Regions from separate parts of the Mus musculus genome. Here all the other regions are linked to region 2. The links are chromatin contacts, called in public Hi-C, HiCAR-type, HiChIP or PLAC-seq and promoter capture Hi-C maps. All regions are on one chromosome and are shown on one strand. Each heading gives the region's core, a stretch centred on a gene start, on an enhancer-like site or on the middle of the called end of the contact. The rest is flanking DNA. Distances are from core to core; before and after follow the strand shown.

Region 1 (3,885 bases), core at 645-3,144, 1.4 Mb before region 2:
GAAGGTGAGGTTTGGAGGAAGAAGCCTGAGAGCAGGCACTAAGACTCCCCGACTAAGGGCTAGGGGACCTTGGTGGCCGGGTCACAGGGAGAGGGTAAAGCCTATCTCAGCTTTTGGCCATCCCATCTCCCAGGCTGCCCAGCTCTCTGGCTAGAAGACTTCTGTCTTTTCTGGCCACCCAGAGCTGTTTAGCCTCAGAGGAGGGCAGAACTGGGGGTTTTCTCACAGTGGGTGGACCTCTTTAGCACACAGCCCTTTGCCTCTCTGCCCCTCGAGGAAGGGAGTTGTCTGCAAGCAGTTCCTCCCAACCAGGACCAAGGCCTGGCTAGAGCCCCTGATGGTCCAGCCAGTTGTGCCACACCCTCTGGCTGGCTGAATGGAGAGAGGGAAGGGCTGAGATGGGCCAAGGCCTTAGGCTTTGAAAGCCCTCTGCTGCTGGGGCTTGAGGGCTGGGGAGCAGGGCTTCCAGCTGGATCCCTTCCCTGCTCCCTTGCTCTGACTCTGGCTTGCAGGGAGGTGGGACAGTGCTGGAGCCACCAGGACACCCCTCCCTTCATTGTGGCCATGTCTCCTGCCTCTGGGCTTGCCTGTTAATCCAGGGAGGGCAGGGCCTGGCTGTGCCCCATGTGGCTGTCTGCCGCCTGTCAGGAAGACAGCAATCGTTGTCCTAACAAGCCACCGTCCTTGGATGGCACTGCATGTTTTATGGGCTTGTGGGCTTTATGGGGCTCACTCTCATCCTCTGCCTGGACCTGGGGAGCAGTCCCAGATGGGCGAGCGGGGCAGGGTGAGCCAGACTTAAACACCAATCTGCTCTTGTAGCAAGCTCTGACTCTGGTCTGTAGGGTTGAGACGTCCTTGGGTATCAGAGGGAGGAGGCTAACCCACCCTAAACCATCTCCACCAACATCCTGTGACATTAGAATCCACGTGTTGAGCCTTTCTATAGCATCCCTGGATACCCTACTTCCTAGTGTGGGAAGCTGAGGCCTGCTTCTCATTGGGGATGATGGAGCTGACTTTTCCTCACACAGATTTTTATAGTCTGTCCTTAGGGGGCTAACGTGTCCTCATATTCTCTGCTCCCCACAGCTGTCAGCACACCCCCTCCCTCCGCAGCTCGAAGCTTCGCCTTGTACTGAGGTCCAGAGAAGGTTGTCAATGCACTCGGCTACACAGCCCCAGTGTATTCCAGGCCTGTTCTTCCATCAGAGCTAGATGAGGGGAAAGTCACCCAGAACTGCTTAGAGGAGGTCAGAGTCCTGGAACCACCCATTAGCCCTCCGGGTCCACTGTGGGCAAGTTTATAGACTCAGGTTTTCCAGGACAGATGGGACAGTGGTATCACAGTCCCAGGCATGAGTCTGGATAGTCTCTTAACAGCCTGGAAGGCGTCACTTGCCCCCTCCTACCCACTAGGCTGTAAGGACTCCAGAGCTCTGGGAAAAGGGACTTTTCCTTAGGCTTTGGGAAAAGGGCTGGACTTGGGGGTATAGGGAGGGGAGTTTTGGAAGGTTATCTAGAATGTCAAATTCTGTTTCTTTAAGTGGGGAGGAAGAAAGAGGCCTGGGACTTCCTGCCTGCCTCCCTCACATCACTCTCCAACTGGACTGCAAGTTCCCTCTCTGTTCCACCTCCCACCCCACACCATGGCTGGGGCCCCTCCCCAGTATGTCTGACAAAATTGACCAGGAAATCTGACAACCAAACTCTGAGATGAGAAAGTGGGAGGAGAGACAGCAGACTGGAAGGGGATGGAGGCCCCTACCCTCACTGAACCCAGGCAGTAGACTGGAATGGTAGACTCCTGGCTGGAGCTGGGGGGTATTTAGGACCGGCTCGGGGAGTGCTGCTGCTCAGTATGACCACCAGGAGGCGCTGCTGACGCCTTCAACCTCTTCTTGCTTTGCTTTTACCTCTGCCCTGGACTTGTCTGTTTGCTCTTGCCTTTCACCTAGTCTGCCTGGCTATCTTTGATTTCAAAACAATCTTAAGCTTCAGAATGGTTGCAAACTCACTCGGCACAAAGATCTTTCCCTCCTGAACTTTGGGGGAGCGAGTTGCTGCCCCCCACTCGACTTTGAATACCTCCTTGACCTCACGAGGACTCCGTTTCAGGGGACACAGAGGCCAACATCAGAGGTTGATGGCATGAAGATGCCACTGCCTTCTAATTCTCAGACACTGTGGTGTCTCACTGGGTGTCCCTGAGACGTCCTTAAGGCCACCACAAACATCTAGTTCAGAATCAGCCACTGCTTTTAGCTGCCGTGTCTGGAGTCGCCTCCTGTCTGGGAATCTCTGTCTTCCCGTGACTTTCGTAACCTTGTCACTTGTGAAGGCTCCGGGCCATTTCATTTGTAGACTGTGCCTCAGCTTGTGTCAGCCTGATGTTTCCTCTTGATTGGATTCAGGTTGTGGCTTTTGGCAGGACTGTCAGAGAGTGATACTCTACACTTGGTCAGCCATCCCACGGGTACCACTTCCATTCATCTCGTCCCGGGTGACAGTAACTTACTTTGATCACTTGATTGGCATCTGTCCGGGAAACCTATCTCCCACTTTATTTCTGAGGCAGCTTCAGGTCTGTCTCCGGCTGACCTTGAACTCAGGCTGTTGGGATTACAGCTGTGCCTCCAAACCCCGTTTCATCCTTTGTAACTTATTTGTACAATGTGGGGAGGAGCTTGGAGACTCTATTCTGTTTTTAATCTTCCACCACCTTTTGATTTCTTCGTTTATTATTTGCCTCACAATGAGCTCTTTGAAGCCACGGCTATCATTGTGTCCCGAGCCTCAGCTCTTCCCTGATGTGGCCTTTGGGAGCTCCTGGGTCCTTCTGTCTGTCCCTCTTTGTTTCCTGGTTCCCTCTTAGCTGTGTGCCTCTATTCATGCTTGCTCTCTGTGTACTCATGGCTTGTGCCTTTCTTTTTCTCTTCCCTTATCTTCTCTGTGGCTTGTCTCATTCTCAGACAGCTTCCTCCTCCTCCCTCTGTCTATTTCTTCCTGTCTCTTTGGCTTGCTGCCTCTGATCCAGTCTCTTATTGCCTGCATTTCTCTGTGTTTTGGTAGCACCCAGAACCTCCTCCGTGTTGTCAGATAGGAGCCTGTGTTTGCTTAGTGTGTGGGCCACTCTTCCTCCTCCAAGCCAAGTTGTCTCCTCTGGCCCTGGCTCAGAGCTGGGAGGCTCAGGGACAAGGTGTGTGATGAGATCCCTCTGCACACTGCAGTGTCCACGACCTGGCCTGGGTGTGTGCCCAGAAAGGGCTCCAGCTGAGCCTGTTCCCTGGAGAGTTCCTGTAGAGGAGGGACCTATGTCAGGCAGGGCATGCTTCCTCGAGGAGTCCCCAGGGTGGGAGACTCTGTAGTCTACGTGTGGAATGAGCTGTACAGCGGGTCGTGCCTGTGCAGGGCTTTATGTTCTAGATCAGTGGTTCTCAACCTTCCTAATGCTGCAGCTCTTTAATACAGTTCCTCATGTCTTGGTGACCCCCAACCATAATTTTTTTTTTGCTACTCCATAACTGTAATTTGGTACTGTTATGGATCATAACGTAAGCATTTGTATTTTCTGATGGTCTTAAGTGATGACTGTGTAAAGGTCGTTTGACCCCTCAAAGGGGTCTCGACTCCCAGGTTGAGAACCATTGGCTAGAGTGAGCTCTCTTGTGTGGTTACAAAGGACTGACTGTCAGAGCTTGGTGAGTGTGTGTTTGTAGTGCTGTCTGGACGGGAAGTGTGTGTGTGTGTGTGTGTGTGTGTGTGTGTGTGTGTGTGTGAGAGAGAGAGAGAGAGAGAGAGAGAGAGAGAGAGAGAGACCTGCTGGCCTAGGTACACTTGGCAGGTCAGATAGAAGAACAACACTCCAACCTGTTGCTTTTCTCA
Region 2 (3,912 bases), core at 406-2,905:
CACCACTTGGATACCAGACTTCTGGCCAGCAAACTCAGGGGTGGAGGGGCAGCTGTTGGTTTGAGATGCTAAAGCTCTTAAGAACAAAGCAAACAATGACAGGAGGCTTCATTTCAACAACATCTGGCTCTGTCAAGGTCATAGCACTAAATATGCCCAAACAGCCTCCAATGTTCTATACAATCCCGAGTCAATTAACCTCAAACCATTTTATAGAAATAACTTGTAGTGTTAAGTCAAGTCCAGCACAAACACCAATGGACTTAGATCAACTGTAATTTTCCAAAGAGCATGGTGACTGTACAATTCAAAAGGAATATGAGAATCAAAGTCTGAACTTCTTCTTTTTTTTTTTTTCCCCCGAGACAGGGTTTCTCTGTGTAGCCCTGGCTGTCCTGGAACTCACTTTGTAGACCAGGCTGGGCTCGAACTCAGAAATCCGCCTACCTCTACCTCCCGAGTGCTGGGATTAAAGGCGTGCGCCACCACGCCCGGCTCTGAGCTTTTATCTATAACCATAACTTTGTTTTTGAGACAGGGTTTCACTGTATAGCCCTGACCAAAAACTATTAACTTTTAAACCCAAACTCATGATTTGCTTTAAACTAAAACAAATCCGATATGCACCAGACCTGGAACACGGGCTGTGCAGTCCATAGCCTTTCCTATACCACAGGAGAAAACACTCACTTGTAGGTCCAGGCCCCACCGGCCACTGTTTTCATGCAGGAACCACAGTGCCAGATGCCGACGGCTCGTCTCTTCATCTTGGTCTGTAAGTAGTTAAGATCTTGTTATGAAATATATATAAAAAAAAAATCCCTGAGACTTCCAGAGAGTAAACTATGGAAAAGCCAGCTTATCCATTAGCAGTTAAATTCTAGTAACCCAAGCAGAGTATTATTTACAGGCTAAACAGACCTCTTTGGGGTTGGTACAGATGCGCTGACATCGCTATCAATTTCCCAAGATCGGACTTTTTCCTCTCCAAACCATTCACCCTTAAGTTCCTCACTAGTTGCAAGTAAACAACGAATGCTCCGCAAAAAGCGAGCCCAAACCGCCTTAGCTCGGGAGCAATGGCACCCTCCTCCCTAACCCGAGGCCGACTTGCCTTGCCACAGAAGGAGCAAGTGTACTTGGCGTGCTGGCTGATTTCAATTTTCTTCACCATTTTCCGGAGGGAGGCACCATAGCGGGTCCCGTACTTGCCGACGATGCCGACCTTCTTGGTGCGTTTAGCCTGTTGACAGAGGAAAGGAACGGAGCAGAGACATTGAGCCAGTCGGTGCACGCCAACGCGCCGCTGAGCACAAACTCGGCTGAATCCTGTTTTCCCTCAAGCTCAACCATCAAGGAAGGCGCCCACAGAGCGCCAAAAGGCTCCAGATTGTGCATTAACTACCGCGCTGGGCCAAGCCCCGCCGAGCCGCCTCCGGCCGCGTACGGGGCTCCAGACGCCGGGAGAAGCCCGACAGCAGACAGGACAGGGACAGCACAGACTACCCGAGGTGGGCTGAGAGCGGGACGCCGGAGACTAAGGCAGATGACGATGGATAGCGACTTCCAAAGCGGTTACGAAGACACTCACCATGTCGCCGGAACCCAAGCCCAAGTCCGAAGAGGAAGGGACGCAATGCGCATGCGCGGTTTTAGACCGGCGAGCGGAAGTGACGCGACCTCCTCTCTCGGAAGTGAACTCGGTGTTCTGGCGGTTTATTCGCTGTCTCCACTGAGAAATGCATAGATGCGCAGAAGTGGTTCACGAGCTGGAAGCACATCCTTCTTAGCTTACACATAACCAAAGTTCTGCAGAGCAGATGCGATTTCTTGCGTTCTGCTCGCGAAGAGACGGGTTTTAGGTGGCTTGCCTTTAAGTGTTTAAAGCGCGACGTTTGTGACTGAGGCGCATTGCCTTCCCACTATATTATACTTCGGAAAATCGCCAGGCCGGGTGCTAGATGCTGGCCATAGTAAACGCCTAGGATCCGCTCCCAGGCCGAGTTACAGTTCGGCTGGGAGACAGTCATATTCGTCACGATTAAGAGTTACGAAATGGGCTGGAGAGATGGCTCAGCGATTAAGAGCGCAGACTGCTCTTCTGAAGGTCCTGAGTTCAAATCCCAGCAACCACATGGTGGCTCACAACCATCCATAATGAGATCTGATGCCCTCTTCTGGAGTGTCTGAAGACAGCTGCAGTGTACTTACATATAATAAATAAATAAATCTAAAAAAAAAAAAAAAAAGAGTTACGAAATGTTGCTGATCAGAGTTCTGGGGATAATGTAAGGAATAGAGGCTACTTGAACCCAAGACCCTAAAGTGGTGGTTCTCTTTCTTTCTTTTTTTGGGGGGGAGGGGAGGGAGGTTTGGAGACAGGGTTTCTCTGTGTAGCCCTGGCTGTCCTGGAACTCACTCTGTAGACCAGGCTGGCCTCGAACTCAGAAATCCGCCTGCCTCTGCCTCCCAAGTGCTGGGATTAAAGGCGTGTGCCACCACGCCTGGCTCTGAAATTTTTAAACACTTCTCTCTCCTAAGATTTTCTTAAACTTTAAGATTTCCAGTGGGAAATGATGTTAGTGTTTGATTTTAAAGAAGTCTGTCTTGGGGCTAGAAAGAGGGCTCATTGACTCTGCTTTCCACCCACATGGTGGCTCAAAAGTGCGTGTAACTCTACTTTTAGGAGACTCCTTGTGACCTCACGTGGTCCACAGATATGTGTACAAGAAAAATATCTATACATAGAAAATAAATAAATATTCGGAAAGATTTGTCTTTTTTTTTTTTTTAAAAAAAGAACTGATTCTCTTTGTAATGTGAAAGTTTGTGAAACTCTTAATTCTTAAGTATTTTTGTACATTATTTATTTAATTTTTCCTCTATTTGTTTTGTTTTCCTCTTGGAACATGTAATTTGGGGCTAGCATTTATGAGTCTACCATAATTTGAGATTGTGTTTATTTATTTATGTGTTTATTTGTATTGGGATTGAACCTAGGGCTTCATACATACTACCCAAGTTACTATAATTGAACTGTATACCCAGCCTTTTCTTATTTTTTATTCTGATACAAGGTCTCATTAAGTTGTCCAACTTTGAACTCCCTTTACAATTCAGGTAGTCCTTTATCTTGCCATGCCAGCTTTTTGAGTAGCTAAATACAGGCCCAGGATGGTTACATTGCTCTTTTTAGTGACTTTTAGTCTTTTTGACTCTAATTCATTGTAAGAAAGACATCTTACACAGCGACCCACTTCATACAAATCTAGTAAAATCAAGAATCCCATAAAACAGTATATGCCATTATGTGTGTTATACTCCAGTTTCTAGCATATTGTAGCATATTCTCTCTTTGCTAGCTTATTAAAAACATGCCAGTTGCTATATACTTCATAAATGGTTCTCAGCCATGGAGATCTTGTTTACCCTCTCCTTCCCAGGACACAGCAATATCTGCAGACATTTGATAAGGGTGGCGTTATCCTCTAGTGAGGAAGAGGACAATGATTTATGCATAGACAACTACACACACACATACATACACACATGTACTCAGACATCACACCTGGTCTGTGCCAAGACTGAAAAACCCTACACTGTATTATTTTTGTTTTTTAACTTGTAAAAACAAACAAACAAAAAAAGGTTTCTACAGAGTATAGTTAAGGGGTTCAAGACAGCCTAAGGGAGTTACTGGATTTAACTTGCTTTTTTATTTTTTTTTAAAAACTTCTTGGATATTTTCAAGATTATAATATAATTAAATCATTTTCCCTTTCCTTTCTTCCCTCCATACCCTTCCCTATACTCCAATTTACTCTTGTTCAAACTAATAGCATTATAACAATTTATTGCTTATTGTATTCATTTATCTCTCTCTATATATATATTCCTAAGTGTAACCTACTG
Region 3 (3,999 bases), core at 971-3,470, 1.2 Mb before region 2:
TGTCGTCTACACAGTTCATACTTGAGAACCGTGTGGTCGAATGCAACAACAAAAACCAAGATGGCAGAAACCTGACAGTGGCCGATTGGGCACACCTGGATGGCACACAGTTAGACACGGCAGTACCACAGGCACCACGGAGTTTGCAAGTGGGTCAGGCAGGTCTGGGGAGAGCAGGGGTGGCCTGTCCCACAGTGGGAGTCCAGCCTTCTGGGTGAGCAGTGCGGAGGGTTGCAGCTGGCCCCATGCATCCCCCTGGTCGCAGCCTTTGTGCTGGAACTGGACATTCATCTGAAGGCCAGGCAGGACAGTGGTTAAAGGCACAGCTTGTGGTGTTTCCAGTGTGGCCTCCATTCCTACTAGCTGCCAGGCCTTCCTGTGTGCTTCTGCTTTCATACTTCAGTGTAGGGTACAGTACTTATAAAGGGTGGCTGTTGCAATGGAGTGATTTTACTTGTAAAACCATAACTGGGGCCTAGGGAGATGGCTCAGTGGGAAAGAGCACTCGCTAGGCAAGCTTGAGGACCCGAGTTCAAATCCCTAGGCCCCGCATAAAAAGCTGGGCATGGCTGTGTGGGCATGTAACTCCAGCATTGAGAGGGTCCTGAGAGCTTACTAACCAGACAGCCTAGCCAAAGTAGTGTTTTGTTTTTTTCCAGTGAGACACTGTGTATTGAAGGACTAAGGGGAGAGCCATAAAGGGAGAAACCTTATACACATCTCTGGCTTCCTCATGTGCTCATGGGGGAACACACTGGGGCACACATGCTATGCATCGTACACACACACCTACCTTACACCTCATCATAGTAATTTACAAAGTGAAAAACTGTAACTATTACCTACGCTCGGTATTTCTTTATTTGACCTCCTTTTCTCTCTCCTCGCTAGACTCTTAAGTCCCTGAGGGCACAGAGTGGTTTACCTTAAGCCCTAGGGCAGTGCCTGCCAGGTGGGGCACCCTCTCCTGGTGCACAGGGAATGGCTTAAGTCTGGAAACCTCATGGAGGCACTGTGGGAAGGAGAAGATGGAAACACAGACATGTGTACAGAAAAGCTGGGCACAGATGGGCTGCACAGGCTATGAGAGATGACCAGAGCAGCTACTGTAACAACTGGGAACTTCAGCATGTTTATTATGTATACTGGAGCGGGGCGGGGGGAGCACATGTTAGCTGTTGGCTAGTCTTGGTAGGAGGTTTCTGTGGGTGAGCAATCTCAGACCATAAAGGTTAGAAGTGTTTACAAACCATAGACCAGTGTGTGTGTGTGTGTGTGTGTGTGTGTGTGTGTGTGTGTGTGTCTGTGTGTCTGTGTGGTATGTATGTGTGTTTATGTGTATGTATGTGTGTGTGTCTGTATGTGTATGTGTTACTAGTAGAGGGTCTTGAGCATGACAAGCAAAACATTTTAAAAAGGCAGAGTGTGGGAAGGAGAACCCAGGAATGTGGATGTATGCGTACGGAGCACCCTAGAGGAGGGGCAGCAGCAGTGCTAAGGTTGCAGGTGGAGAGAGAGACTTTGGGGTGTGGGGCACTGCAGTTAGGAATGAGGGTCCAGGCTGGAGTGGAAACTGAGGCATAACCAGACACTATTTGGAGGGTGGCCTCCTTTCACAATGGTTTCCCTGAGCATCTGTGGGAAGGAGGGCAGGGGTGGGGATGCCTTTGAGACACAGTCGCTGTCACTGGAATAGATCTTTCTTATTGCGGTGACATCAGCAGGTGCCAGGAGGGACAGACAGGCTGTGTTTCCTAGTGCCAGGCTGCTGAGGCTAGGAACAGCAGAGCTCTGTTGCCACGGAGATAAGGGAATGAAGAGCAGGTAGGGCCTTGTAACTGTGAGGGCGATGTAATTCCAGGTGGCCTCAGAGTTCTGTGTGTGCTTGGTGGTGACACTGCCACCTGACCGCCCTTCCTCTTCTCCAGTTCCTCCTTGCCTCTCCTAACCCAGAATCCTAGACTGGATCTGGGAGGTGGTAGCTGGGCCAGGTAAGAAGATACTAGAGATGGGGTGCTGTTTTTAAAAATTAATGAATGAATGAATTGATTAATTAATCAATTCATTCATTCTTTTTTTAATCTCCATGGAGGCTTGCAACCTGTAAGAATGGCTGGCAAACTCCCACTTCCGTCCCTCCCGGCCCCAGCCCAGTCTCCGCATGCCAGCACCTCCATTTTTCATTTCCTGTCTGCTTCTCCCACGCTAGTCTCTGGGTCTGGATCCATGTTTCTCGTTCATGCGGGTCTCCCAGGCAACCTTCCTTAGTGCCCACTGGAAGAAGCATCAGTAGACCAAGCTAGCTACAGTTGCTGAGGGGGGGGAGTGGAAACCGCAGGACCGTCTCTTTCCAAGGATCTTCTGGAATGAGAAAGGATGGCTTTCAGAATGCGGAGAACATCTGGAATGATCAGACAGGGCTCAGTCTGAAGTCCTTTTCTCGTCTAGGCCCTCAAGTCCACGTTGGTTAACATTTTATAGCGTTTTCATGATCCCAAGGCGCCCTCCAGTGGCCAAATAGGAAGTTGCGGCTCTTCCAAGAGGAAGTAAAAGTGGGCAGTTGCTGAGCCAGCTTCACACCGCCCCCGCACCCCCCCCCCCCACTCAATTCCCAATTCCAACTTCAGCCTTCATGCTGGAGTCCACTGAGGTGGCAGGAGCCAGTGAGGAGCCCTGGATAGGCAGTCAATGACTGGGGGCTACTTATGGCCTCTTTACCATGAGTCTCTGGGTTGGCATCTCTGGTACTTCCTAGCCCAGCATTGCCTATAATATAAACTCACTTCCTGGATAGGCAAGGTCTGTCTGTCCATCCTCCTGCAGCCAGCCTACAGTTGGCCCTCTATGATTGAAGCTTTGGCTGGTCCACAGATCAGGGCAAGTAATTCTAGAAGGGCCATGAGGAGGTTGGGAGGGCTGGTTACCATCTCCAGGATGCACTTGGAGAATCCAGGCCTGGGATTGAGCTGCATAAGAAAACTTGACCTCGGTAGCAGCAGCTGGAAAAAAAACCCAAGACGGTACTGAGAAGCCAGCATCCTGCATCACCAGGCTCCGGAGGGTCTGTCGATGCTCTGGGTTCAAAAAGTGCACGAGTCGACAGGATGCTCAGGGAAGGAGAAGCTAAGGAGGCAGCTTGTGCAAGCTCAAGCTGATATCCACCAACCACCCAGTGGTGGCTTACTATCTAGTCACAGCAGGTTACCCTCCTTTAGAAACGCAGAGTGACTCTTTCACCTAGACTGAAAGGAACCAGTTTTCAGAGCTGCAGTGGCGTGGGAAGGGGGACAGTGCCCCCTTGTGGCAATATCTTGGTACTTCAACTCAGAAGAAGCCAGAAGATGAGATCTACTTCTGTCAGGCTCATTTGTGCACAGCATCTAGGAGCAGAGGGTAGGGCTCCCAGAGACACTGCCTTGTGACTCACTACAATAAGCGTGATTTCCTCTAGAGAGTCTTAGGGTCCAAGACAACTAATGAGAGCAGCAAAGGTCACATGCAGGTTCCTGGCATGATGCAACCCTGTGCCAGCATCCCAGGATGTGAGATGAACAGGGCATGGCCTGTGCCCTCCACCATCAATGCAGGAGTCAGAGAAGAACAACAGTGCCCTTGTCACACTGGGCATGCAATGTCCCGGCTGTTGTCATTTCTCCTTAAGTGTGGCTTCTGAACATCCCTGGGTTTTCTCCTCACCTCTATTAAGTCTTTTCTTTCAACTTATTGGTGCCACAACTGCGCTCAGGGTTATTATGCTAGAGAGGGTGAGGTGGCTAGGTGTCATATCTGGGTAGGATTTGTTTTCTTTCTTTTTTTAAAAAAGATTTTTATTAGATATTTTCTTTATTTACATTTCAAATGCTATCCCGAAAGTTCCCTATACCCTCCCCCCACCCTGCTCCCCTACCCACCCACTCCCACTTCTTGGCCCTGGCATTTCCCTGTACTGGAGCATATAAAGATTGCAAAACCTAGGGGCCTCTCTTCCCAATGATGGCC
Region 4 (3,494 bases), core at 690-3,189, 1.2 Mb before region 2:
TCCAGCTATACCACGCTTGAGCATATACCCAGAAGATGCTCCAACATATAATAAGGACACATGCTCCACTATGTTCACAGGCTCTCCTGTTTCTCTCCCATCCCATCTCGTACATACTGACACAGGGCTGTGGTGTTGGCTTGGTGCTTCCCTATGTGCCCTGAATGTTCTCTTCTTAGTTGTCAGTTGGTCATCTTCTGTCGTCATGTTGTTAAAGTTGGGTGTGTGTGTGTCACAATCTATGTCCCAAGTCAGTGCTACCTGTCATCAATAAGTCAATTAAAAGTGCTTAATTAAAAGCAAAGCAAAGAAAGGGAGTTATTTAATGTGGCCACACTGGGAAGAGATCCAAGCAAACCTCTCACATCCTTCTGGTCCTGAAGTGGGATCAGTGTTTAAATAGAGAGACAAGGATGTGCACATCTAATCGGTCTGGTGAAGGCACGGTCCCGCCCACCACTGACGTCACTGGGCTTCACCTCTCATTCTGTAAGGAGGTCTCACAAGTCCTTAGAACTGTGTGAAGTCTGTTTCCGGAGATGAGTTCCCCCTTTTGGCTGGTGCCCTATTTTTCTCCCAGAATAAAATTCCTGGGGAAGCCCTCATTTCTCTGGGGTCCATTGCTTCCGTCGTCTTATAGAGCAAGAGACATAATTGTCTCTTTAGAATGTCTTCATTTCTGCAGGGCCAGTTACACTGACAAGATGGAGACAGTAAGCTCTGATCTACTTCTTATAAAGACACAAATGGTATCATGGGGTCCACCCCCCACCATCTCATTAAACCTAATTACCCTTCAAAGCCCCACCTCCTAATACTATCCTATCGGCGTTAGAGTTTCAGTGTATGACCCTTGGATAGACAAAAGCATACAGACCATAATAGTCTCCCTTTCCTTCTTCTCTTCCTACCCCCCCTCCCTCTTCTCTCTCTGACTCCTGTTTTTGTTGTTGCTCTATCTCCTGTATGTCCCACTTCTATCTCTTTGGGAGATACTGGGATCACCATTCCTAGTATATTGCTTATTTGCTATGTTAATCATGAGATTCGTTGAAGCAAAACCAATCTCACCATTTTGGGGCAAGCTTAAAAGCAAGCTTTATTAAATATTAAATACTGACCAAGATAAGGGCTTTGGTCAGGACCATTCCTGAAATTTCTCAGCAGAGAGTGGCCTTGAGCCCTGGGTTATGTTGAAGGGGTTTATAAGGACAAACCTATAGGTCATGGTACTTTCCCATGAGGCTTTGTTATTTTCCAAGAACTACAGTTCCCAGCATTCTAGGAAGTTACCTGTTGTCCTGAGCAGATAGGGCTTACAGGTTAAATTTGGGCATTACATTCCCCCTGGTGTTGCCTCTCAAGTCTTTGATCCTATGATGGGTACTTGTTTATATTTTAGATCTACTAACCATTAGAGTTACTATCTAGAAGGAGCCTGGACATGGATGGGAAACCAGTCATTTATTTTATCTCAGGTCCCTTTTTGCAATGTTTCTTGAGTACAGCCAAATTATAGTCCTGAATGATTTGTATAGAAATATTTTTAAAGGCACATAATACTTTTTATTTTGCATAAAGCAGGTTAAGTATCCTATCATATTGTAGAACTATTTTAGTTAATAAATCTACGAGTTGACAAATCTGGGCCCATTTTTCTGATGTGTCAGTCAGCTTATAGGTAGCCATTTTGTCCTCTATGCCACAGAGTTTCTCTTTGACTTAGCATTTTCAGCCTGTTAGGTGGGGTAACAGACAACATATTTTCTTCCGTAACTACTTCCAGCTGACATTAGGGTGTTGTTGCCAGGGCCCCAGAAGACTGAGAGGCTAGTGAAAGGCTGGACAATGGGGCATTTGTCAGAAGCACTGGATTGGCTGATCCAGCTGAAGGCACAAGGAGCAATCATGTTGGCTGGACTGGTTTACATAATTTTCAGCAAGTCCAGAGCTCTGCAGTTTGCATCCCTGGATGAAGTCTGTCAGCCAAGTGAAAATCTGTTGAGACAAATATAGACTCGGGACAGAAGGTAAATTTTTGTGTTACCGGGGAGGGGGAGGAATCCCAAGACCAGGGGAAACTCCATTCTTAGGGACAGACAGATACAGAAACTCAGGCTGTACTGTCCGGAGTCCATTTGACTCTGGTAGGTGGATCCAAGTCTTACGACTTCTCTGATTCCCTGAAGCTCATGCGAATTTTCAGTTCATAAAAGGAGATAGATCAGCGTTGCCATTTTATTGAAATTCACATGGTAGGGAAAGCAGTTGATGGGACTCTGTGAAGCAGCAGACTTACGCCTTTGAGTCTTAGTAAGAACTGTAGCATTTTTCTCTGAACATGAAAAAAATTTTTTTCTGTTTAAAGAGCCAGGTGTATAATTGGATAGAGATATTTTAACCCAATAAAAAGCACCTCTAAGTCTATATCTAGAAGATAACCAAAGAAAACTCAAAATCCTGAGCTTGTGACTGAGTAGTAAAACAGCTGGTACTTCATCAAATCCTGACACCCCCCCCCCCCAAATTTCAGGGCAATAACAGCATAGAATGGAAAAGGAATCCGAAACCTTTTTTATTTCTATATATCCACAATCATTTTTGAGATCCTTATAACTTATTCAAGTTTTTTTTATTCTCAAATCTTTATATATTTCAGAACGAAATTTTTTCATCTAGTCATTTACCAAAGACATAAGTACTCGTTATTGAAAGCAGTCATTGTAAAGCAGGCTTCTTTAGCAGAAACCATCTGAAACCTGTTTATTCTTTAATATGAAGCTCATGGGCAAGGCGAACCTGTTTGTCTTCTTTTAAGAAGAGACCTAGTAGCTTTAACTAGTGAACTGGTTAATGAACGGGGCAGGTGAGGCTTACAGGTTAATTTGGGGCATTCCACCTGTATCCCCAACTCCTCTGTAATCTCCAATGCAGCATCAGTTAGTTCCCTGGCTCTTTGCACAGATACCCTGCTCGCTGTGCATGGCTAGTACATTGCTAAAGAGCATTCACTGTTAATCGTAAACGAAAGATTTACAGTCTCCAGATTTTTATTTGCTAAGTTTAAAGGACCACTCAGCTTCATGTCCCATCATCCCTCAGTCCCAGGCTTCAAGTGACGGCTCAGTCTCAGTTTCCCCTCTGGCCAGCAGGGAGTGCTTTCCTTTCCCACAACAGGTGTCGATATCTAGAAAGCTCCGCCGCTGTCACCTTCCTGTTGCTCCATCGCTATCTCAGAGTGCTAGCGAGCAACACCAAACCTCTGCTTCTTTCTTTCGCTTCTTCTAGGATCCCGGAGGCCCTCACCCACACCATGGAATCCCAGTCCCCCAACAGCTTCCGTGATGGGGCTTCTTTTAGGAAAACCAAACTCTTCTGGAGGCCAAGACCTGAAGGCCTGCACAGGGCGCCCAAGCCCACCAGGGGGTAGTGTCTACCCGTGCGGAGAGGCCCTGAGAGGCCCAAGCAGAGGAAGGCAGAGGCCAGATCTTGTT
Region 5 (3,810 bases), core at 629-3,128, 1.0 Mb before region 2:
TCTCAACCAGAGAAGACAATAGAGATTAGGCAAGAAAGTAATGTTTTACTTTCCAAGGTAGCTCACTTTCTCTTACATTTTCCTAGCAAGAAGGTAAGAGGGTCTGTCTACCATGACCTAAGCCAAAGGTCATAGATGATAGTTAGCATGCGTCAAGGTATTGGAGGAACATATTAACTGTACATCATGAAGGTCATGTAGTCATTTATTTGTTAATGTTCTGGCACACTGTAGAGACTAGAATCTGGAGTTTCCAAATTTCAGTCATTTTTTTATCTATCTCTTCATTTGCTTTCTCTGAGAGAACTGAGTAAGTAAACCCAGATAGAAATGGACATTTGGGAAGCCCATGGGGCTAGAAGCTGAACCCAGATTTTGGTTAAATAGGTGTACGTATTTGTGGGTTTTGTTTGTTTTTTTAATCTTTAGAGTTAGAATATTAGAGTCATGGGGACTTGAGGGATTACCTGGTTGGTCATTTCTCTTTGCACTTTTCCCCTGAAAGGCTGCTAAGTGGGGTTGCGGAGAAGGGACATCTACTAATTCAAGTCATATCTTAGACATGTTGCTAAGGAGTGAAGTGATAGCCATATAGACATTTTGTTCTAGAAAATTTTAGAAGGTTCCTTGGAAGCAGTTTTGATTCAGAGGATGGGGGATTATCTTTAATTCAGAGGTGCTCATCATGAAATCGTCCATCTTGTAAGCTAACCTCTATCAATGGAAGAAGTCAAATGGGCTAAAGAATCAGTAGGCAGAAACTATGGAAGACACTACTATGCCAGAATGAGCTCAGAGGATCGAACCAGGAGCCTGTGACATACCAGAATGAAATTCAGTCAATAATCTCTCCATGACTGTCCTTTCTCTGTGGTTGAGGCACAGGAAGTGTGACTCTGCTAGCTCAGGCCAAGAAGTGCCTTTCAGCTCATTGGTCATGGCAGGACTTCCTAAGAGCTCTCCACAGCAACTGCTGGACCAACCTCCAGGGATCTGAGAATTCCTCCCCTCCCCTCCACTTGGCCCTACTTCCTTCTTCTAACTGCCAACCCCAAAGCTGTGTGTCACATTTACTAGTAGAGAGGACAGCCATGAGGAGAGTGAGGCTTTGATGCTTGCCTGAGGGCCCTGCTGAGAGTGTGCTTATGAATGCTCATGTCAGAGAAAGAAGTGGTCTCCTGTTTCCCTTTGATCTCACCAGAGTGAATAAGAGGAAGCAGAGAAGGGGCAGCTGGGAGGCTTTCTTATCTCTTACCTGAATGTCTTACTCTTATCTAGAACTGAGAGTAATAATTGTCACGTTGAAAGAATCTTGAATCACTAGGCCTACCTGTGGGTGATTAGCATCTTGATTGTACTAATTGAAGTAGAAAGACTTACTCACTGTGGGTGGCAACATTCCCTGGCTGGGATCTTGGACTGTGTAAATGGAGACAGGAACCGAGCATCAGACAAGCATTCATACTCTTTGCTTCTTGACTGTAGATGTACCGTGACAGGCGGTTTCAGGCTTCTGACTTCTTGACAGACACTCCCCTTTATCTGTGAATGAGCTCGTCTCCCCTGAGTTGCTTTTGCCATAATGTTTCATCACATAATCATAGAGATGCTAAGACAAAGGCAAAGCATCAGCTGTCACACCTGACTTCAAGTAGTCACCCAGTACAAAATGTGCAGAACTGAGCCCTCTGCTGCTGTGTCTGGGCTTGTCCACAATCGTAGATATTGCTACCCCTGGATTGAGCTGATGTTATTGAGTGATGGACTATTATTACTGCCAGTGAACTTGGAAAACCTAGAGTCTTATGACCTTGCTGTTAGAGGATGAAAATTAGGTCAAGTGTCTCCTACAGGGAGCTGGTAGCAGAGCCTGGGCTGGCCTCCAAGTCTCCTGAGGGTTTCTGTTCTACCACGACATCAGCAAGAAATCCCTTCTGCTACCTGGGCTGTGTAAACAGATCCCCAAATGTCCTAGGAACACAACATCCTAATTTATCTTCCTCTTATACTACCATATAAGGCAACTAAGACCCAGAAATAAAAGGCTCAGAAGGATGAAGTGACTTATTCCATATGCATAGCATTAAAGGCAGGCTTGGGCATCTGGCCCTAACCTCCCCACACTGTTTTGGCAGACAGCTTTCCTTAGAAGCTAGGGCATTGGATTTATACAATGCTAGAAATGCCTATTACTTCCTCAGTACTTTTCCATTTCTCAAAGACTTACAAATACAATCTATTTTATCCTCACTCTGGCCTTGCAGCAAATAAAACTCAGTATCCGTAGCTAAGGGTTTCTGTTTTCATTGACACCATCCACACAGGCTATGAGGACCACTCTGTGTCAGGCATCATTTGTACTTACACATCTGAAGAGCAGAGTGGAAGACCTTTACAGTGACTTTCAAGTATAGTGAAGACAGCACAGGTCATTCACCCACATTCTCTATTATTCATTAAATTCTTTGCAGAGTTTTTAAGCCATATCTCTGTCTGCAGGCTCCTTAGCCTCAGAGCAAGTGGGAGCCCCTACATGGTGGTGTAAATCAGTGGAGCCTCCTGAGGCCCAGAGACAGTCCTTTCTGTTGAATCAGAGGTTTTTGCTATGAGATAATTCTTGGCCCTTTAGAACATACGCTATGACCTCTGCCAGATGCTGGGTTGAGCAGAATGAGTGTCATAGGTGACATCATTGCTAACACCTTGTCACCCAATGTGGCTGGAGAAGGAACATCACAGCAACACATCTGCATTTGCTCATTTACTCTCTCTAGGGACCAAGGGTCTTATGGGAGGGCTTTGGGTAGGGCCAGTATCCACTCCTGACCCTGGTGTGTTGCCTGCACTTAGCTGGAATTCTGTGTTGAATGTGGATACTCAACTCCTTCCTTTGGGCAACTGAACCTACTGTTGGCACTCTCTAGAACTTCATTATTCTTGTCCGCATGAGTTTAAGTATTCTCTGTGCCAAGAATGCACTCAGGACCTCCAGCAAATTTCTGACAGATTCCAGGGAAATAGCTTCCTGCCCATCCCTGGCCCATGTTTACCCACCTCCCTCACATTTATAGCCTAAAAACACCCTACTGTTGCCAAAATCCTACAGATGAGTAAAAGTCTCTCTCCATTCTCCAGGTCCCCTCTCTACTACTCAGATGGATAGATAGCAACTTGCAAGGGACAAAGTAGCATGAGGGACAGCCCAACCTGGCTGGAGCTCTCAGGCTGCCTAGATCTATCCATCTTCCCTTAAGGGCACTTGTTTTTGTTTCCACATGGAAACCATCCCCTCCACCCCCATCCCCAGCAGTTCATTTGTTCTTTCTTGCTGTAAGGAAGGCAGACCTGAAATTCCTGAAGTGAAGATGCCAATTCCAGGAAGACATAGAGGTTAAAGGGTTACATAGGTCATAAAACCAACAATGAACAGGGTTGGTCCTGCTAGTGAACTCCCACCCAGGGACATTTGCTCTTCAGTCTCTTCTCTCATATCTCTATGTAGTCTCTCTGGTCCCATACCTTCAAAATATAAGATGTCTTTGTTTTACACATTGCATTCTGTCCTGTCCTGAGTCCCTTGTTTCTGAGCAGTATTGATGTACTAGCCCATCTTAGACTCAATGAGGTAAGGAACACACTCATATGCAGAGGCAGACAGACAGACAGACAGACAGACAGACAGACAGACAGACAGACACACACACACACACACACACACACACACACCTAACACAAGAAATAAATAACAAAGAGAGGGACAAGGAGAAGGGTCCATGAATGGAGAGACACAGAGAATGGATAACAAAGATC
Region 6 (3,987 bases), core at 150-2,649, 1.0 Mb before region 2:
CCTGGTATGCTGGATATAGGAAATGCAACCCCAAAGAGGGTCATGACCCACGGGCTGAGACCCTCTGGTCTACTAGACTTTTTAGGCACACCAACCATCCCAACCAGAGGAGCCCTGTGCAGGGATGGGGCTAGCAGTTAACATTCAGGCAGAAAGTTAAACCAGAAAGCATTTGGTCCAAGCTGGTGGGAGCCGCACAGAACCGGCAGGTGAAGTCATGACAGATATGAGAAATACTAGTAAAAGACCTGAGAAAATACTTGAGAGGTGACAGACATCTTCTCAACAGCTTCCTTTCCTTAAAATTCCTGCTTAGGGAACTGGGATGACATCTCTCCAGCCCCTAAGCCTTAGAGCCACCTTCCCTCCTGCATCAAATCCAAGTAAGGACAGTTGACTCCATTTTTTCTTTCTTTAATATGCCACATGAAGAAATATCTCCTGTATTGCCACTACTTCACACCCAACCCTTACAGACTCTTATTTGGGTTCTAAAGCTTGCTTTTGGACTGGTCTCTGTGCCTTTAGCCTCGTGTACTTCCTAGTACAACCGGCCTATAGTGCACATCTGACTATGCAGTGGGCCTTGCTTGAAATCCACCCACAGCACTGAAGTGCATTCTTCTAGCTCCTCCCACCAGCACATAGCCCCTCCCACCAGCACATAACCCCTCCCACCAGCACATAGCCCCTCCCACCAGCACATAGTCCCATTATCTTTTGCAACATCCCTACTGAGATGCTTTGCTCCTCTTGGGAAAGTCAATGTGCTCTTTCAATCTTTGATGCCTTTGGTCATTCTACACCCTATGCTTGGAATGTCTTCCCTTTTCTCTGTCTCCATCACCATCCTAACTTTACCAGGTTGAACATCTACTCTTTTAAGACTGTTTGTGGGTCACTGTTTCCTCTGATGTTCTTTTGAGCCTTCCAGATGAAGGGTCATCTGTACTATCTTTACTAGACTTCCCACATCTTTCGGTCTGTGTTGTAGTGAACTTTACTCACAGCCAACCTGCCTTCCTCAATTTGATCCTCCACAGCAAGATGCCTATCCTGGTCAAGTCTTTGTCATGGCTCAGCCCGACACAAAGCCGGTGCTCAATAAAAGGGTTGCAGAGAAGGTTGAGAGGGGCTGTGGAGGACCCCCTACCTTAGACCCTGCAGGAATCTAGGAAAGGGTCACATTTCATTACATCTGTATTGTGTTAAGGACACACCTGGCTCTCAATGAAGTATTTCAGGCAGGGGTCCAGGTCCTGCTCTGAAGCCCCCTTCCACTTGCAGACGGAAGCTTCTGACTCAGGCAGAAGTTGAGTTCTTGAGGTCTAGCCAGGGAGGTTAAGTGCTAGCCTGTCTCCTACCTCTAGGCTCTGAGAATTTGTTCCCTAATCTCTGCTTACAGAGCTGGAGTCTGTGTGAAAGAGGCCTTTGTTTGCTATGGGGATGGCTTGGGGTTAATCTCCCCTTGGATGCATTTTAATTCACTTTAATGACCCTGCCTCCTGTCAGGCTTTTCTTCTGGGGTTGGGGAGTTGCTGAAGAGATTAGAAAGAGTGAACCTGAGTCCTGAATCTAACCTTCTTCTGAGGGTGGGTGCTGGTACAAGGAAAAAGAGTTTTCTGCATAAATATATTAGGAAGCTGGGGGTGGGGTGGATAGAGGGGAGAGCAGGGAAATGCTGTTCCTAATTGTGTGCAGGTACTGCCAAGTTGCTTATACTTACCTGGTACCAACCCCACTCACCAGCCTGCTGCAGCCCTCTCTCTCCCGTGGGAGCCAGCCAGCCAAGGCAGACAACACAGAATGATGTCATCCTCAGGACATCCTCAGTCCTTTCTCTTCTCTCTCTCTCTCTCTCTCTCTCTCTCTCTCTCTCTCTCTCTCTCTCTCCTCCCCCTCCCTCCCTCCTTTTCTTCTAGCTTTGTATAAACACAGCTGTTTGTGAGGAATGCTGGCTTGGGAAAACATAAACCGTCTGCATTAATGACCTTTCTTCCCCGCCTTCCACTGAACGTGGGAGACTGGAATGCTCAGGCTCTGCAGACCCTTTGTCCTTGTCTGCAAGGCCAGGCTGTTCAGCTTTCTGCCCAGGCTTGAGGTTTCCAGATACAGTGACCGTGCAAAGTATGTTGGGCCAGACAAGCCTACTGACATTCTAGCTGCAGGTGACACCTCAGGCCATCTAGGGAAGATTCCCAAGGGACACAGAGATAGTAGGCGAGTTACAGGGTAGAGGCTGGAGGTGCTCAGTAGATGCAGATATTCCTTGCATGACTGGTGCAGCCTACATTGCCACCAGCTTCTGGGAGAGGGAGTAGAGGGTTTTGTGTACTCCTCCATGGCAGTTGCAGAAGGGGGTTAAGGTCACCTCCATTGCCACCACCCCCCTTGCCAACATAGTGTGTATATAGTCACTATTTGAGACCAAAATGTCTCCATTCTCTTGAGGAGATGTATCATGGGCAGCTAACAGGAAGAAGGGAGCTGAACTGGTGTCATTTGGCTTCTTTTGGGATCCAGTGATTGTGACCATTTGTAGATATGACCTCTCTGGGTTTGGAGGTAAGGATATTTTTTGATACCTTCTACCAAATAGTGTCTTGACTGAGCATATGCTTGCTTTGGCTCCCTTCTGGGTCTACTGATATTCTGATGGTACACACTCTCATGCAAGGTTTGTGACCACAGCTGTGGAGAAATAACAAGGACTCTTCAGGTCTCCCTTGCTGAGGGTAGGCAGCCTGCCCTGGTGCCCCACACAACTGTCATTGTAGGATGACTGTGATTCTTGTGTGTTGAGTTAAAAATGGTTCAGGGACCAAAGACAAACCTTCTTCCACTTCCCCAGAGTGAGTTGAAATCACAAGGCATGAAAATAGCTAATGGTTATCTCTGTTGACTACAGCTTGCTAAGGCACATATGCAGGTCTGTGTGCTTCTGCCTACTGGCTACCTACTGGCTACCTGCCGTGGTGTGTTGGGCAGCGTAGGAGGTGCTTTGCATTTGTTTCAGTTTTAGCCTCACAGTATCCACCTCTTATCAATTTGTTATTTTATAAATAATGATGAAAACCCAAGATAAAGGTAGCTTATGACTCACTAACTGATGACTTAGCGAAGAGCCAAGAGTCACACCAGCTCAAATGTGAATGTCCGTACAGGGAGTTCAGGAGAGAAGTGGGGAGGGATGAGTAGATAAAATTTAGACTCACAGAAGTGGCAGCTGCAGGGATGAGTTCATTTGAGTGAGGAAAGTAACATCTTTTCCTTTCCCAGACAGTCCTCTTACAGCTGAAACCTAACAAGGTATGGTCCTTCAGAATCAACTTGGCACCCTGTTTTACTGTTTTTAAATGCAGGTATTTTTTCTTTCTTTCTTTTTTCTTTTTTTAGGAAAGGAAGTCTTTGATCCATTAAAGTGCTCCATAGGAGAAACCCCTCATTTTCTTTTAAAATATTTTACTGGTGATTGTGTTCCTTGTAAAGTAATACTTAACAGAAAGTAGTTTGTATCGGAATAAATGTCTGGGAGGTAAATCTCTTAAGGGAGCTGAGAAGTGTTAATCTTTGACATTTACAAAATGCATTTTAAGAAGTTCCTCGAATTGATAAAAATCTGCCAGGAGCACAGGCTTTAAGCAGTAGAAAACTTCACCCTTTTGATCTGGAAAAAAAAAAAATAAGGTAGAGGTGGGTATTAACTTTCTGAGATAGAGCTACCTAATTGGTATCTTTTGGGATTCTACTTCAAAGAAAGGAAAAGAAGGAATTTGAAGAATACTGTTGGTCTGGAACTTCAAATATTATAAGATGAGATGATATTTGTAAAGGCATTTGGAGAAAACTTTGGAGTTGAATGAATAGAGGCTATTATTATTCCTTCCAGGAATTATAGGACAACAAAGGAGACTGAGAGCCATTATTTTCCAAGGCAGCGTTTCCCTATGTTTTCTGCAGAGGTTTGTGCATAGAGTTGCTCATGGA
Region 7 (3,994 bases), core at 1,400-3,899, 1.2 Mb after region 2:
CTGAACCTGGGTCCTCTGCAAGAGCAGCTGATCTCTCAATTGCTAAGGCCCAGCCATCTCTCCAGCACTAGCTTTCTGGTCTTTCTTAATAAGATTTATTGCAACCTGTGATGCAGACATGCACTTCTGTGGCTATTACTGCTTAGAGGGTTTGCTATGCTAGGCAATTAAACAGAAGTCACATTTTTTTTTTTTGAGAAACAGTTACAGGGTAACACTGTATTCCAAGTGTGAACTACAGAAGTGTATAGTCAGACTGTACATAGAAACAACGCAATCTAGATTAGCTAAATTAGTTAGTAGGTCACGATCAAAAGCAATGTAGGAAAACAATCTGAACTTATCCTGTAGTGAGGAGTCAGATTATAAAGGGATCAATGGGAGAAGTAGACTCTTTTAAAATCTTTTTTTGGGGGCTTATGATTTATTTCTTCCTGTATCTTTTGAAACTATGAACTAAAATCTGTTATAAACTGAGGGATTACAACCCTCAACCACTTACCAGCATGGACCGCAGGGTGCAAGGTTTTCACGCGTCCCCCTAACATTTCAGGGAACCCTGTTAGCTCAGACACATCTCTGAAAACAGAGTAATAAAACAGTTACTGAATTATCACTTTCCAGGACTCAAAGCATCTCCCACCAAATCTACAAGAGGTTTTTTTTTCAAGTCCAACTTAAGCAAAGCTTTAAAAATTTTCACTGTGTTGGATTTCCTAAATGTTATTCATATACTGCAAAATGTTATATTTCCTAAATGATATGTTTTAGAAAATCAATTAGGTATTAAAGCACTGGCTTTACAATGTCCAGACTCTTAACAACCTTTAATTATGAAATTCAAGGGCAGTGGTGGCACACGTCTTTAATCCCATCACTCAGGAGGCAGGGGCAAGTGGATCTCTGTGAGTTCAAGCCCAGCCTGGTCTACAGATAAAGTTCCAGGACAACATAGGGAAACCATTGCCTGAAAAACCAAAAGCAAACAAACAAAGCAAAGAGATTCTACTGAGAATCATTTATAGTGAATTTAACAACAACAAAAACATTAAAAATATGTTTGGACTGGAAATATGGCTCAGGTGTACAAAGTTTGTCTCCCATGCACCAGGACCCGCATAAACAAACAAAAACACTTACTCTTTAACAGGACATAGTTCTAATTTCTAAAAGATATCCATACTCCAACTCACTCAAGGAGGAAGAGGCAGGAGGATCACAAGTTCAAGGCCAGCCTGGGCAACCTACAGAGACCCTGGCTCTAAGTTTTAAAAGTTTCTGAAGCAAAGCATAAAAAATGAACTAGGGATACAGCTCAGGAGTGGACTGGACATTGGGGTCAGTCTTCCATACCACCAAAAGAATACGAGAAGGCGTAACGGGGCAAGCAAATACTGGGCAGTGGCGTGGAAATATGAATGACCATCTGAGAAACATTTAAACTAGGCGATAGACAATGCAAGAACTCCTCGTACTTCATCGTAAATGCCACAGCAACAATGGCCTACCCATACCAGCTCCACAGTAACTCAACTGCACCTCACAGGAGCCTACTTGTCTGCTGTCCCTGATGCTCCGGACTCCCATAAGTCACAAGAGAATCCACTGAAGACATTTACTAAGTAAAGGCATTCTTGCTGTCTGAAGCTGTCAAATGTACAGGGGTTATGTACTGCTTACACAAACAAGAGTTATGAAGAGGTGAATAATTTACCTCTATAGGGATTCTCCACAAACCAAGAGTTATAATGGCAATGAAAACAGCCAGGGAACTAAGGTCTTTTTCCTTTTCTACCTTCCAGACCTTCAGGGTCATCTCCTGACATCTCTTGTCAAACCCTTCCCACTGTTAGTCAGGAGATGAGTGTGATCGAGCCACTGGTACTTTCTGATGGGTGAGGCTATGAAGAGGGAGATACAGATCTTCAAAGATGTTACAGTCTAACTGTGCAACCAGTCAAAGCCAGGCCATGGAACCTGAACATTCGTGTTTATTCTGCATAACACATGGCCCTCCGAAGTTAATTTGTTTGCAAACAGTGGCTGGGTGCTAGGACTCTAAAACTCAAGGCTCCCTAGTTCTAACCTAACTTCTCCCTGTGTTTTGTCAGTTTTTTGCATGGCTTTCTGGTGAATATGGTCACAACGTTTTTCTCCCTTTAACGCTACCTACTGCCTTACCTGACTGCCAGGCCAGCATCCCTGATCGCTTTTGCCGTGCCTCCGGAAGCGACCAGACTCAAACCAAGAGACGCGAGACTTCTGGCAAATTCCACGAGGCCAGTTTTGTCAGACACACTGAACAGGGCTGAAAGAGAAGGCAGTTCTCATTACTCGCGGCTTCTGGCACCGAGATCTCCCGGGGAGGACTCCTGGGAAGGGGACTCATGCAACTGCAGGCCCAGGGCCCAGCACTGGGGACACCCAGCCTGCAGGCCGGGCCCGGGGCCTCCCCAGCTCGGCCAGCGGCATGAGTGGGTGGCGGGGATGGTGCAGGCAGGACCCCTATGATGCATCGCGAGGGCCTCACCAAGCTGAGACGGAGCCATGCTGCGTTGGGTCGCGGAGTCAAGGGACGGACAGGCCACGTGCGTAGGCAGGCAGGCCGGACCCCGCGGTTCAGGAAGCAGTGGGCAGGGCGTGTCGACCCCACGTGACCCCGAGGTCCCGCCCCTCCTCCAGTGAGCTGCAGCCTAGGGTGGAAGGCGCCGCTGGGCGGGGCGGCTGCTAACTCCGGAGCCTGGGATCTGTAGCCGCGGGCTTCCTCTTTCCGAACCCAGATCTGGGCGTGGGGACTCGCGGTTCGCGCGCATCTGGGGTGCTGCTGCTGAGGTCCCGGGAGGTGGGGCCGCGGCGGCTGGAGCACTGATTGGGGGAAACTAGCGAGAGGACTAAACAGACCCTGTCTGACGATGTCAGAAAGGATTAGAGAAGCCTTCTGCTATGGTCTCCCTTTTACAGGTCTGGGAGACCTACGCATGAAGTCATTGCCTCCACAGTTGAGAGCCCCAAAGAAGTAAAATGACCGTCATTTGAAGTTTTTCATACCACATTATAAAATGGCCTGGAATTTACATCAAGATCACCATGTGTAAAATGCTCTTTTCCTTCAAGCCCAGGTGGCAGGAGTAAAGGTTTCAAGACTTAAGTTATTAAAAATAGGAATAGCAAAATTGAGCTCATCTGCTTCTTTTTAATAAAAGTGACACCTTTGGCACAAAATAAACATATCTTGCTGTATACACAGCCCTATTTTTTTTTTTTTTCCGAGACAGGGTTTCTCTATGTATTCCTGGCTGTCCTGGAACTCACTCTGTAACCAGGCTGGCTTCGAACTCAGAAATCAGCCTGCCTCTGCCTCCCAAGTGCTGGGATTAAAGGCATGTGCCACCACTGCCCGGCTAACAGCCCTATTTTTAACATTAATGTTTAGAATTAATTTTTTGATTATGTTTTCTTTTGTAATGTTCTTTAATACAATTCCAAAAAAGAACTTAAAAATTCTATAAAGGAGCCTAAAATTGTACAATTCTATAGAAAGCTTAGCTTTTTATTTCCAGTCTAGTCTCCCAATCTGTGCAAAGTCCATTTTCCTATTATTTGGATGCTAGTCTGCTTCTTGTCTTTCCTCTCTAATAGTCCAATCTCTTTTTCCTTCTCCAAATATCTATTGATCAAATATCTATCTCATTTTTCTGACCTCAGAACGTGTTAACTCCTTGCTCTGAACACCTCTCATGTTTCTAAGGAAGATATATTAGGATCATGAGAGTGTCTTCAGGATGTGTTCACAACTTTCAATGTACAGAGGTGAACAAGGTTCAGAAAGATCATTGCAAGTTTGGAGCTAGTTTGGTCCACACTTTAAGTCCCATACCTGCCAAAGAAACAGCAAGACCTTGTCTCAAAAATGTTAAACAAACAACAAAAGGTGACAGATATTAGAATAATTAGTTCCACGCATATAAGATTGTAATCAGCCTTTAGTTAGCTA

Evidence for each region. Promoter capture Hi-C pulls out the DNA fragments that hold promoters and counts their contacts. Hi-C and Micro-C count contacts between places; a contact is called where the count stands out from the background. HiCAR-type assays count read pairs that join an accessible place to other places. HiChIP or PLAC-seq counts read pairs in DNA pulled down with a chosen protein or histone mark.
Region 1: a promoter capture Hi-C map of liver shows a contact between it and region 2, with 4 times the contacts expected there. The contact joins the enhancer-like site here to the promoter of Rpl37a in region 2. A contact is called at or near these places in 9 of 39 promoter capture datasets (the 3T3-L1 cell line, 3T3-L1-derived adipocytes, embryonic stem cells and 5 more), 1 of 484 Hi-C or Micro-C datasets (B cells), 7 of 115 datasets of contacts at active chromatin or transcription factors (embryonic stem cells, extraembryonic endoderm stem cells, forebrain and 3 more) and 1 of 9 other capture datasets (embryonic stem cells).
Region 3: a promoter capture Hi-C map of hippocampal neurons shows a contact between it and region 2, with 4 times the contacts expected there. The contact joins the enhancer-like site here to the promoter of Rpl37a in region 2. A contact is called at or near these places in 4 of 39 promoter capture datasets (embryonic stem cells, hippocampal neurons, liver and 1 more) and 1 of 115 datasets of contacts at active chromatin or transcription factors (astrocytes).
Region 4: an H3K27ac HiChIP or PLAC-seq map of extraembryonic endoderm stem cells shows a contact between it and region 2, with 28 times the contacts expected there. The contact joins the promoter of 6030407O03Rik here to the promoter of Rpl37a in region 2. A contact is called at or near these places in 9 of 39 promoter capture datasets (the 3T3-L1 cell line, 3T3-L1-derived adipocytes, cranial neural crest and 6 more), 2 of 15 datasets of contacts at CTCF or cohesin (embryonic stem cells and stem cell-derived epiblast-like cells), 16 of 484 Hi-C or Micro-C datasets (Th1 cells, cardiomyocytes, differentiating embryonic stem cells and 9 more), 19 of 115 datasets of contacts at active chromatin or transcription factors (astrocytes, embryonic forebrain, embryonic stem cells and 7 more) and 2 of 9 other capture datasets (embryonic stem cells and liver).
Region 5: a Hi-C map of cerebellum shows a contact between it and region 2, with 3 times the contacts expected there. The contact joins the enhancer-like site here to the promoter of Rpl37a in region 2. A contact is called at or near these places in 3 of 39 promoter capture datasets (hippocampal neurons and liver), 1 of 484 Hi-C or Micro-C datasets (cerebellum), 2 of 115 datasets of contacts at active chromatin or transcription factors (embryonic stem cells and extraembryonic endoderm stem cells) and 1 of 9 other capture datasets (embryonic stem cells).
Region 6: a contact with region 2 is called in a HiCAR-type map of astrocytes, with 6 times the contacts expected there. The contact joins the enhancer-like site here to the promoter of Rpl37a in region 2. A contact is called at or near these places in 6 of 39 promoter capture datasets (the C10 cell line, cranial neural crest, hippocampal neurons and 3 more), 1 of 484 Hi-C or Micro-C datasets (cardiomyocytes), 7 of 115 datasets of contacts at active chromatin or transcription factors (astrocytes, epiblast stem cells, extraembryonic endoderm stem cells and 3 more) and 1 of 9 other capture datasets (embryonic stem cells).
Region 7: a contact with region 2 is called in a Hi-C map of B cells, with 10 read pairs. The contact joins the promoter of Atic here to the promoter of Rpl37a in region 2. A contact is called at or near these places in 2 of 39 promoter capture datasets (liver and pre-B cells), 1 of 15 datasets of contacts at CTCF or cohesin (large pre-B cells), 5 of 484 Hi-C or Micro-C datasets (B cells, CD4 T cells and CD8 T cells) and 1 of 115 datasets of contacts at active chromatin or transcription factors (large pre-B cells).

What each region holds. Positions count from the first base shown.
Region 1 is chr1:74,081,025-74,084,909 of GRCm38.p6, reverse strand. The region is part of intron 1 of Tns1 (tensin 1); the gene reads left to right. Among named protein-coding and RNA genes, the nearest start is that of Gm31637, 13 kb to the left of the region's middle. Within about 2 kb of position 1,894, at least 98 of the 459 cell types and tissues checked have an H3K27ac peak or open chromatin away from gene starts, as enhancers often do. A contact at or near this core is called in 3T3-L1-derived adipocytes, embryonic stem cells, liver and 2 more, where this site is marked.
Region 2 is chr1:72,709,003-72,712,914 of GRCm38.p6, reverse strand. It overlaps Rpl37a (ribosomal protein L37a), which reads right to left and starts at 1,655. Exons shown (of 4, transcript NM_009084.4): 1 at 1,592-1,655; 2 at 1,115-1,243; 3 at 691-773. The coding sequence starts at 1,594.
Region 3 is chr1:73,901,027-73,905,025 of GRCm38.p6, reverse strand. No RefSeq gene overlaps it. Among named protein-coding and RNA genes, the nearest start is that of 6030407O03Rik, 39 kb to the right of the region's middle. Within about 2 kb of position 2,220, at least 44 of the 459 cell types and tissues checked have an H3K27ac peak or open chromatin away from gene starts, as enhancers often do. A contact at or near this core is called in hippocampal neurons, where this site is marked.
Region 4 is chr1:73,862,911-73,866,404 of GRCm38.p6, reverse strand. It overlaps 6030407O03Rik (RIKEN cDNA 6030407O03 gene), which reads left to right and starts at 1,939. Exons shown (of 9, transcript NR_045311.1): 1 at 1,939-2,030; 2 at 3,289-3,494.
Region 5 is chr1:73,722,854-73,726,663 of GRCm38.p6, reverse strand. The region is part of intron 6 of 6030407O03Rik (RIKEN cDNA 6030407O03 gene); the gene reads left to right. Among named protein-coding and RNA genes, the nearest start is that of Gm29183, 100 kb to the left of the region's middle. Within about 2 kb of position 1,878, at least 21 of the 459 cell types and tissues checked have an H3K27ac peak or open chromatin away from gene starts, as enhancers often do. A contact at or near this core is called in cerebellum, where this site is marked.
Region 6 is chr1:73,742,178-73,746,164 of GRCm38.p6, reverse strand. The region is part of intron 6 of 6030407O03Rik (RIKEN cDNA 6030407O03 gene); the gene reads left to right. Among named protein-coding and RNA genes, the nearest start is that of Gm29183, 83 kb to the left of the region's middle. Within about 2 kb of position 1,399, at least 77 of the 459 cell types and tissues checked have an H3K27ac peak or open chromatin away from gene starts, as enhancers often do. A contact at or near this core is called in astrocytes, epiblast stem cells and stem cell-derived neural progenitor cells, where this site is marked.
Region 7 is chr1:71,555,811-71,559,804 of GRCm38.p6, reverse strand. Atic (5-aminoimidazole-4-carboxamide ribonucleotide formyltransferase/IMP cyclohydrolase) reads right to left here and starts at 2,649. Exons shown (of 16, transcript NM_026195.3): 1 at 2,531-2,649; 2 at 2,182-2,308; 3 at 503-579. The coding sequence starts at 2,549.